Linked DNA regions of Ovis aries: region 1 is linked to region 2. The links are chromatin contacts, called in public Hi-C maps. All regions are on one chromosome and are shown on one strand. The core of a region is the stretch at or near the end of the contact, and the rest is flanking DNA. Distances in the headings are between cores, read along the strand shown.

Region 1 (2,700 bases), core at 32-2,531, 710 kb before region 2:
TGTGAGAAGTCATGTCCAAAGACGCCAAGACATGTAACTGAGAAGAAGATTCCATCCACTCAATCAGCCTTACCGGTCTCCCGGCACAGCAGGCCAGCTTTGACCTTGGCGGCATCTCCCACCTAAAGAGGCAGATGCCAAAGGGAGCATGGGCATCACACAGCACAGAAGCAGGACTGTAGGCACAGCATACAGATGCGGCTCCCCGCGACACAGAGGACTCACCTGGCGCCCACCCCTAGGGGATTCACAAGAACACAGACCCCTCGTCTCCCAGCTACTGTGCGCTGGGCTTTGTGGCCTCTTCTTCCCAATCTGATTATGAACACAAATGGTGTCTTAATCATTTTTCCCTTTCTCGGGGAAACTTCAAAGAAATTCTCAGGAGTCCACTGCCATTGTAAGGTAATAAATATAATTTTAACCCATCTTCAGTCGTCATTACACAGATATAGAGAAATCACAGTTGGTTCAGTCATTAAATGAAAGACATCCTTTTTCTTCTTTTGGTTGAAAACAGAGGAGGGAAGATCAGGCTAAAGGTAGTTTACACCAGAGCTTACTGACAAATTAAAGTGTGTGTGTGTGTGTGTGTGTGTGTGTGTGTGTGTGTGTGTGTGTGTGTGTGGTTGTGTGATTAACTCCTGTTTTCATATTGTAATAGACTCTTGGAAACCTCAGAGTAAGTTTTAATTTGTTTTAGCTCAGTTTTATTTTCAGGGTCAGGGTTAAACTCCTCCATTTAAATTGAAGCCTTGAATGTCTTCCAGATTCTTTTCAAATATTTTTCATTTAACTGTCTAGAGATCAAATGTAAATACATAACCTCTGCAAAGCCGCTCTTAGCCTAGTGCCTTGTATATACTTAGTGTATAACAAGTACTTATTGGTAAGTCTGTTCCTAGTTTTTTTGCCAAAATATAATTTCAGATAATTCAGTTTTCTGGATGAGGTCTTGCACTCCTTCTTTAACAGGTCAGAGATCTAAGTTCGGAGGCTTTAGTGGAACAACTTGAACTGGAACTTGAGTTCTCTAACTCCAAATTGAGCGACCCTGGAGGCACACCCTGTGCTTTATCCCCAAACCCTATTATGGAAGCACATAAAGATTCTGTGAATCAAAATGATGCAACTGGGGAAAGCACATTTTGGACAAACAGCAGTAATAGTACAGGTCTTACTATGAAGTCCCTTCACAGGGGAAGCTGTAGAATGTGTTCGTTGTGTGGGTATCTGCTCTGTCTCTGAAAGCCACCTCTAGAGGGCAGCACACTCTTCGTAACAAACAAGAGTCTCCTCAGTTTGGAAGAACAGCCTGGCGTGAAAACCGAGCGGGGACTGAAATACTTATTAGCAGCTTTAAATGAGTAGAACCCACAAATCTAGCAAGCCTGGTATACTTTTTGTCTGTGTGGGGGAGAAAGGGGCTGAAATGAGAATGTAACTGTGAGTCTTTTCTCTTTCCTCCCTCCCCAAGCACAGAGCCTCTAATATTTAATAGCAGATGAACTTGAAACTTCCCTTATAATACCAGCCTGACACTTCATTTTAAAAGCAGAAGCAAAGAATAGAGGGAAAATGAGATGTGTACAAGGAACCACCACCGGTTGGCTGCTGCTGGAATCCAAGTGGAAGGAGCCAAGGCCTGAGAATTAGGCAAGAGCCGGCCACAGAGGGCCGTGTGCGCCCGGAAGGGAAGCTGAACTTGCTCGTGTAGATTCCAGGAAGCAGACAGGGACGGGGTCAGACTTGTGTTTCGCGTGGATTACTGAGGTAGCTCTGAATTGAGCAGAATTGAGGGCAGCAAGTCTAGAAACCAGGAAGCCAGTTGAGGTGGCTGTGCCAATCCAGGAAGAGAAGGAACATTTGATAACAGGAGCACTGGCAGATGGGAGGATGGATTTTAAGGAATCAAGGGAGGGGAAACCAGCAGAATGTAATGATCAGTTAGATGAAGAGGGTAAGAAAGACAGAAGCGTTAAGGCTATTATTTTATAACCTGGATCACCGGGTAAAGAGGTGGAGACACAACAGAGACTGAGTTTGGAGGGATGTGCTGCTTGGTTTTTGAAAACTCCAATCTGAAAAGTCTGATGAGTCCCCAGGGAAGGCACCTGACAGGTAATGGAATTGGTGAGTCTGAAGCTTGGGGAAGGAATCTGAGTAGGAGATCGAATTAGAGAGTCATTAGCATACAGGTGGTAGTTGAACTCCAGAGAGGAGATAAATTCGCCCAAGAAGAGTAGCTGTAATGAGAAGCAGTGAGCTGGAAACAGACACCTAGGGAATATACGCATGTGAGTGGTGGGTGCAGAGAGAGGAGCCTGTGGTTAAGAAGAAACAGAAATGAGTGAGACTAACTGGGAAAGATGCTGTTACCTTGGGGGAGCAGCAGTGTGCACAATCCGTGTTGCCAAATGCCCCAGAAATGCATCGCAAAACAAAGACTGGAAAACGCCCATTGGAGTTTGTCATTAGAAGAGCACTGGGGGCCTTCACAAGGGCACAAGCCAGACTGCAGGGGGTGCAGAGTGAATGAATGGCACCTCGAGTGAGTGGTCACACTGAGGACATGTTCCTCTCCTAAGAAGTTTGGATAGGGGGGAAGGGGACATGGGATATTTTCAGGGAACATGAGGTCACAGATGATTTTCTTTTTAATGAATGGCAGGGAAACGAATAAGCTTACCGTCTGAAGGG
Region 2 (2,700 bases), core at 39-2,538:
TCAAGACATGGGTGATCATTCTGCCTGCAGACTTCAGGAGTCGGATACCCAAGACGGCTGGGGCTGCGGCAACCCTGGGGCAAGTTTCATACATTTCAGAGCACAAATGCTAAGAAAAGTGAAAGTCGCTCAGTCCTCTCCGATTCTTTAGAATTCTTCAGGCCAGAATACTGGAGCGGGTAGCCTTTCGCTTCTCCAGGAGATCTTTGCAACCCAGGGATCGAACCCAGGTCTCCCGCATTGTGGACGGATTCTTTACCTGCTGAGCCACCCGGGAAGCCCAAGAATACTGGCTAGCCTATTTCTTCTCCAGTGGACCTTCCCGACACAGGAATACGAACCAGGGTCTCCTGAAGATTGCAGGCGGATTCTTTACCAACTGAGCTATGAGGGAAGCCAAATGCCAGGAAAGCTTGTTAAAAAATGGACCAGGGAAGCGGCTGTTAAAAAGCAGAGACATTACTTTGCCAACAAAGGTCCGTCTAGTCAAGGCTATGGTTTTTCCGGTAATCATGTATGCATGTGAGAGCTGGACTATAAAGAAAGCTGAGCACAGAACTGATGCTTTTTCACTGTGGTATTGAAGACTCTTCAGAGTCCCTTGGACTGCAAGGAGATTCAATCAGTCCATCCTAAAGGAAAGTAGCCCTGAATATTCATTGGAAGGAGTGATGCTGAAGCTGAAACTCCAATACTTTGGCCACCTGATGCAAAGAACTGACTCATTTGAAAAGACCCTGATGCTGGAAAGATTGAAGGCAGGAGAAAGGGATGACAGAGGATGAGATGGTTGGATGGCATCACCCACTCAGTGGACATGAGTTTGAGTAAACTCCAGGAGTTGGTGATGGACGGGGAAGCCTGGCGTGCTGCAGTCCATGGGGTCGCAAAGAGTCGGACACGACTGAGCAACTGAACTGAACGGAAGCTGCAGGTCCGGAGTGAGGACCAGCCTTGACGGTGAACAAGCTCGATGGGCCCGCAGTGCCCGGGCAGAAGCCTGTGCTGGGGGTTCATCGTTAAGGAGAGCTGCGTCTAGGGCGGCGGGACCGCAGCGCTCAGAAGACCCAGGATGAAATGCAGCACTGCAACCGCGAACCCACCCCCAGTCTCCTGCGCCACCGGAAGCCCGAGCCCCGGGCCCGCCGCCCGGCCGGAAGTGGCTAGTCTCGCGAGCCCCGCCCCGCGAGAGGCCGCCCAGGCCCGCGCCGGGAACAGAACTTACCTTCCCTGAGTCCCTGCCCCACCTCCGCGAGACCCGGCCGCAGCGCCGCCGCGTGAGGATACTGAACCGGCCAGGGAAGCCGGCGGCCGCGTGGCGCTCCGCGTGACCGGGCGGGGCGGGGCGCCACCGCCCACGTGACCCGAGCGCGCCCGCCCCCGGGGCGGCCTCTGAGGCGTCGCGGGCTGCTGACCCTGCCTGACCGCGGCCGCCGGCTCGCCGCGCTCCGCCGGGACCTCTGAGCTGACCGTCTCAATCGTGTGTTTTACCGACGTGGGCTCCCCCACTTCATTTTAAAACGTTTGCTGAGCTCATCACATTTATCTAGATTTTGAACTCACCCGGGGGTTTTCCTTCTAGAAATTTACCTCATAAAAATATTTACTAGAGTTCGTCACGATGCGTATAATCTATGTATAATGGTGTTTATTGAACTCACTCAGGGTCTGTCTTCTAGAAATTTACCTCATAAAATATTTAGTTTGTCATGATGCATATAGTCAATGTATAATGGTGTTTATTGAACTCACCCGGAGTCTGTCTTCCAGAAATTTACCTCACAAAAATATTTAATAGGAGTTCATCACGATGCATATAATGTATGCTACTGCTGCTAAGTCGCTTCAGTCGTGTCCGACTCCGTGCGACTCCAGAGACGGCAGGCCACCAGGCTCCGCCGTCCCTGAGATTCTCCAGGCAAGAACACTGGGGTGGGTTGCCATTTCCTTCTCCAATGCATGAAAGGGAAAAGTGAAGTCGCTCAGTCGTGTCCGACTCTTAGCGACCCCATGGACTGCAGCCTACCAGGCTCCTCCGCCCATGGGGTTTTACAGGCAAGAGTACTGGAGTGGGGTGCCATCGCCTTCTCCAGCATATAATGTATAATGGTGTTTATTGCCAGAAAAGTGACAAGAGCTCAAATGAGCCTCAGCTGGGAAGTGGTTAAATACAATGTAGACATGTGAATTACTTTCTAACCACATACTCACCAGCACGGTTCATGATGTAATGAATGAATTTGTTACAAAGTATGGAATACTGTGTAGTATGCTTTCTTTGGGGGTAAATAAAAGTTATTTCTCTAGATACAAATAATGTAGATATATGCACATAAGCTTAAAAAATTGGGTCTTTAAACTTGGGGGGGGAGGAGATGGGTTTCACTCTCATCTTTTGAACTTTGCAACTTTGTTTTTTTCTATTTATGTTTCTGTGAGGAAAAAACAAAACAAAAAACCCACACACGTGCATGTGTTCAAAGTTGGAAGCTAGATGAGTCTGATAGGTTTTTATATTTTTAACTGGAGGAAAACTGCTTTATAAAAATCAGCCATATTACACGCATATGCCGACGTTCTTGAGCATCCCATCCATCCCCACTTCCCACCCCTCTAGGTCTTCACAGAGCGTCAAGGTGGGCTTACTGTGTTATATGGCAAATTTTCACCAGTTATCTCTTTTACACGTTAGTGCATATG

What was found. A called contact is a pair of places that touch in the nucleus more often than the background predicts.
Region 1: a Hi-C map of tail adipose tissue shows a contact between it and region 2, with 5 times the contacts expected there. The contact joins the enhancer-like site here to the promoter of RFESD in region 2. A contact is called at or near these places in 5 of 16 Hi-C or Micro-C datasets (liver, muscle, skin fibroblasts and 1 more).

What each region holds. Positions count from the first base shown.
Region 1 is chr5:93,313,717-93,316,416 of ARS-UI_Ramb_v3.0, reverse strand. No RefSeq gene overlaps it. Among named protein-coding and RNA genes, the nearest start is that of TRNAC-ACA, 100 kb to the right of the region's middle. Within about 2 kb of position 1,281, at least 9 of the 54 cell types and tissues checked have an H3K27ac peak or open chromatin away from gene starts, as enhancers often do. A contact at or near this core is called in liver and tail adipose tissue, where this site is marked.
Region 2 is chr5:92,606,424-92,609,123 of ARS-UI_Ramb_v3.0, reverse strand. RFESD (Rieske Fe-S domain containing) reads right to left here and starts at 1,288. Exons shown (of 5, transcript XM_060416026.1): 1 at 1,226-1,288.